Regions from separate parts of the Callithrix jacchus genome. Here region 1 is linked to region 2. Evidence: chromatin contacts called from public Hi-C data. All regions are on one chromosome and are shown on one strand. Each heading gives the region's core, a stretch centred on a gene start, on an enhancer-like site or on the middle of the called end of the contact. The rest is flanking DNA. Distances are from core to core; before and after follow the strand shown.

What was found. A called contact is a pair of places that touch in the nucleus more often than the background predicts.
Region 1: a contact with region 2 is called in a Hi-C map of skeletal muscle, with 17 times the contacts expected there. The contact joins the promoter of CCDC80 here to the promoter of CD200R1 in region 2. A contact is called at or near these places in 2 of 3 Hi-C or Micro-C datasets (both in skeletal muscle).

What each region holds. Positions count from the first base shown.
Region 1 is chr15:104,489,940-104,492,670 of calJac240_pri, reverse strand. CCDC80 (coiled-coil domain containing 80) reads right to left here and starts at 1,396. Exons shown (of 9, transcript XM_078352376.1): 1 at 1,281-1,396; 2 at 939-1,194; 3 at 1-293. The coding sequence starts at 270.
Region 2 is chr15:104,212,347-104,215,046 of calJac240_pri, reverse strand. CD200R1 (CD200 receptor 1) reads right to left here and starts at 1,250. Exons shown (of 7, transcript XM_078352385.1): 1 at 1,126-1,250. The coding sequence starts at 1,216.

The DNA of each region.
Region 1 (2,731 bases), core at 147-2,646, 280 kb before region 2:
CTCTGTTGGGCGAGCTAGTCTCAACACTGGAACACTCCTCCTTCTCTGGAGAGGCTGAAGGTTTGGTTCTTCCATAGTGGATCTCTCGATTCCACGAGACCTCCCAGTGTGCCTCAGAAACCGAGCTGGCCTACTGCTGTCCCGGGAAACCAAAGGCACTTTCCGCCCTCCATGGCTGTTTCTAATCGTGGCATGGGGGTGGGGTTCTGAGACGCACACTAGCCACAGAGCCAACAGCATGGTGAAATGGGGTCCCATTCTCCATGTCATTGTGTGATCCACTTTGCGATGCTCTGAGGTCATAAGACAAAGGGGAAGGGGAAATAAAGACAGAAAATCATTTAACTGGAAACAGAAAATCATTTAACTGGTGGTTTTCTTTTTCTCCATCCCAGCCAAGGGGAGGGGGAAAGGGTGGTTAGAGAAGAAGGAGGGAGGTCAGGAGATGGAAAATGGGATGAGATCCTGTTACTTTCAAGCCCCTATAATTTGTCAGTGTTTAGCAGAGACAGTTACATTAAGCAAGAAATCCAATTCAGTTCCCCAGGCAGCAGGCTTGCACTGTTTCAACTAAATGCTGTGGATGTTCCAAATAAAATGCAAACTAGCATATTAATTGTGACAACATTCACATTTCATCTCTTCGAATAAGCAACAAAGAAACAAGTAAACAGACCAAAGGCAGAAAGGATTACACACTTACATGGTGGCTCATAGAGATGGAATGCAGAGAGTTGCAAAAGAAATCAGAAGTTTGGTTCCCAGGAGTTTCCTAGATGAACTACTTTTCCTCCCAGCCCTCTCTCTCTTTTCCGAGGGTGAGCAATACAAAAGGGGTGTGCTGCAGCTCCAGCTTTCAGAGCACCGCCACAGATCCACAGCCTGCCCTGATCTGAGAGCTGAGCCGATTCCTTTTCTTTCTGGCTGTGTCTTTTTACCTTCTGGACAAGTAGGATGAGGTGAAAGGAGCTGTCCTTCTAAGTCTTTGTATCTCCATTTGTCTGCAGTTTCTCCTTGGTCTCGTGTGTCTGTGTGTGCCAGTCCCTTGTGCCGACACAGGACGCCCCTTAAAGTCCAGTCCTGGCGATTTCTGAGTCTCACTCTTTCCCTCTTCTTATCTCCCTTTCCCCCACAGTCTGGCTTAGGCTCTTTGTTTCCGGGCGTAAAAGCACTGGGATTAATATGTTTTCCAGGCTGAGGGAAAACACAGGAATGTGATGTTGAAAAAGGACTTTTTTTTTCTTTTCCTATGCTTCTCTCCTCCCTTTATTTCTCCCTACCTTTTTCCTCCTCTTTTTCTTCTGCTTTTTCTTCTTTCTCTTCCTGGATTCAGCCCCAGAAATGTTAGGACTACATCAGTTTTGCTCCAAACCAAACTCAAACAACAGCAGCCACTGGAAATCAAGGAAACTTCACTAAGAATTTAACAGATCAGCAAAACACCGCCTCCTTCCCATTTCAGCACGTTCAGAGTGGACTCAGTGAGGAGGGAGTGGGGCTGTTCTTTGGGGTGGGGGAACATTTTGAAACTCCACACATCATCATAAATCACTTTAGAATAAGATGACTGGGGACTTAACCCCTTCCAAACCAAGTCATTGAGGTACCCTCTCTTCCAGTCTGTTCTTACACTGCACTTTGGAAGGAGGAAATTCTCAGATTTCTGCATCAGGCCGCAGGCTTTTTTTAGAGACAGATACTTATTTCGGTCAGGGTGCTTGGCTGTGCAGACACAGACAGTATATATGTATTTATAGTCCCATGTGTGTATTTGTATATCTTTCTCCCTGCTTTGTGCTTTTAGTTGGAGGTTGGAAAAGCCCATGGAAAACATGACTAGCTTGTTTTTATTTTATGCTAATTGGGGATCATATTACTGTATTCTTGGTCCTAGTTTCTCTTTGGCATGTAAAGAAGCTGGTAAAAGATTGGAAATGCAGGCAATGGCTGCAAGTGGAGATTGCAGTTGACTGTTACATCAGGGAATGGGCATTATCATCTCTAGCTTCAAAGCTCTGGCTGCAGATGGTAGACTAAGGGCCTCCTTGGAGGTCTCGAGTCATTGATTGTGTGTGTGTGTGTGTGTATGTGTGTGTGTGTGCACATGTGCACACATAAGCACACATGTGTGTGTGTGTGTGTGTAGTGCAGTACTTTCCTCTGCAGAGGCTTTAGATGTCTGAAGGACTTTAGGTAATCCATAGACATAGCCTTACCAGGTTCCTAAAGAGAGAGTGAGGCAACTTTGGGCTTCCACCTCCTGGGTCTCCCATGAGGATTCAGTGAAGAAGGAAGGGGCCTCAGGTTACGTGGATATTTCTTCTGACCATGCTGGGCGGCTGACTTTCCAAGTCACTATTAACTGCCACCAACAGTGGCAAGCCAGGATCCTCAGAAACCTCCTTGCAAGCTCAGTCATGCAAATAGCATCCCTCACTGGATCAGACTTCACCCCTAGTTGTTACGCCCTGATCAGTCCCATCTTGCCCTGGTCACATTTGGCTTTTTTCACAGAAGCTACAAGCATGGGACTGAGAAAGTCCTTTATAGAGGTTAACTGTAGAGCTGCCAGCCTACACCTTGAAGTCCAAGGGGTACCAGGAAGGATGGCCGGCCCTGCTGAGGCATTCCCTCAGAACCTTGTGAAGACATTAACAAAAGAGGGCTTCGGGCAGAGACCCTCAGTCCACTGGAGTCATAGATTGCAGGCTTCATGGGATTCACCTGTTGG
Region 2 (2,700 bases), core at 1-2,500:
CATACCACCTCATAATTGGTCTGTTTTCTTTAATAAGCAAACCCTGTGCTGTTTCTAATCATCTGTTTGCATTAAGATTGCTCTCTGCTGCCATCTGGAGATAATTTGGTGAAACCAATGCTAAGATTTTTGCAAGTCCAAAAATAACTACACATTAAGATTTTGATCGCAAAGTATGCTAACATGCCTAAACATTAGACATTTAATTTAAGTCATTTGGAAACTGCTGAAACATAACAAATGACCACCCGTTGGATAGTAAAGATGTCATACCTTGAAGAAATGTTGTTGAAAAGAAAAATTAATCTTTTGAGTTGCCAGAATGGTTTAATAAACACAGTGCTGCCAGGCATGCTCTTTCATGCCTGTAATCCCAACACTTTGGGAAGCTGAGGCAGGAGGATCACTTGAGCCCAGGAGTTTCAGATGAGCCTGGGCAACATAGCGAGAGCCCATCTCTATAAAATAAAATTTAAGAATTGTTTTCAAAGCGGTAGTGTAAAGAAATGGATAGATGGATGGATGGATGGATGGATGGATGGATGGATGGATGGATGTCAGATTCCCTACCTGATTGCATGAAAATTTGAGAAGATTGCCATCATTGGGTACTGCGGAATGCAAACTCTAAGATGGAGTTTAATGTGAAAGAATGTTATTATTTTAAGGAGTAACCTCAGATCATCACTTGGGGATAAGAAGGAACAGAAACTGATGTGAATAGGGGAAATCAAACTGTTAGGTAGGGCCACATCAGACTCAGCTAACCGTATGGGAAGCCCCAGAGCTAAAACTGCCACTTAGAGTTGTCGTCTCTTGGCCTGAAATGGCCAACACTTCCGCATCTATCCTTGGGTAAGGCAATCCGTGAAGAGGCCAACCCCTGAACTGTGGAAAACACTATCAACAATGGAGCTACAAAGTCCTTCACTGAAGGGGTTGACGGTACCCCACAGTGTCTGCCAACTGAATAAATGTTAGAAAATAATCTACTAGGGATTCTAGTCTCACACACAATGATATTCCACTCAGCCAACTGTATTTTACTCCCAAGAAACCAAATTAATGGAAAATCTCGCCAAAAAATATAATTTTGAAGGAGCTCTGCATTAAGATATTTCCTACCTGAGGCAGTCAGGTAATTTTCATCTGTAAGTGTCAACTGAGGAGTCCAGAAGATATGGAAATAAATTGTTAAAAGGAAAAGCCCAGTCATGCACCTTGGCTAAAAACTAACATCAAGGCAAAGCATGCTGAAGAGAAACAAGTGTCATCTGATCCCCAGAACACCCTGATACTAAGGTCAGGAAGAGCAGAACATTTTAAAAGGAAATATTTCAGACTGAGCCAAGTGGGTTTACCTTAAATGTCTCAGACAGTATTCATTAATAAGTAAATTAGTTCTATATAACTTTCTAACAAAAGAATATGAAACATGAAAATCATATCAGTCAGAGAAGCTTGTATTTGCCTGAAATTTTATTCAAATTTTATTGGGCTTTTCTCAAAGAAATGATGAATGTTCTGTTGACCCATCATGGTTTTATTCTATCAGTAGCTTGACAATTTTGTCCCCAAATTACATATTGGACCACATTGTCTGTCTTTTATAAGATAATGTAATGTTTTCAGTGAATAACTGAAAAATAGTTTAAATTGGCTAAACTCTAAATAGCTAAATTTGCAGTTTAAGAGTGTCAGAATTTTTTATCTGGTTTTGGGAGTAGCTGTTACTGAGGTGGCCCCTAAGTTGAACTTCCTGGGTTCAAACTTCAGTTCGGCCTCTTAGTTTTTGTTTACTCTATTTTTTGTTTTCTGTTCTCAGATGCTATTTGATTCGTTTTTCAAATCTGCTACCATTTTAATAATTTTAGTTTTCCACCAAAACTTCTAGTCTTTTATCTCCTGGAATATAAAAATAATATTTTAAAGCCTCTGTCTGATCATTCCAATATTTGAAGTAGCTGTGGGTAATTGTCTATTGGTTCTTTCTGTGAAATGTCATCTCCTCATGTGCCAGGCATTGTGATTTCTTTCTCAAATTGCAGAAAAATTGGAAATGATTTGAGGCCCTGCAAAATTTTGTCTCCCTCCATAGAGGAATTTCATTTACTTCTGCCAGGACTCCATAAACATAGCAATCAGGAATCACCTTAATTCAGTTCTAAGGACTAGAATTCTCTGTGCAATCAGATGACTCAAGTGTAGGTTGCAATCTATGTGCTGTGGTTTCAATGTGTCCTTTATATGTCATGTTGGAAACTAATCCCCCAATTCCTATGCTGACTGGAGGTGCAGCATTTGGAAGGTAAGCAGGATTAGGAAAGGTCATCAAGTCGGGACCCCAATGATGGGACTGCTGGCTTTATAAGAAGAGGAAAAGGGACCTGAGCTGACACACACACTCTTGCTGGTTAGCCACGTGATACCCTTCGCCATGTTATGATGTAGCAAGAAGGCCTTTACCAGATGCCAGCCCCTCAAACTCAGACTCTCCAGCCTCCAGAACTGTAGGAGATCAATTTCTTTTATAAATTACCCAGTCTGTGGTATTACATTATAGTTACACAGAAATGGACTGAGACACTATCAAACCACTCTTTCCCATTGCAAGAGGCTACCAAAGGTCCAACCAGCTCTTCTATATTAAGCAGTACACATCCCCAGGGTAAAAGTAGTTCCAATGCCAGTTTCACCGGT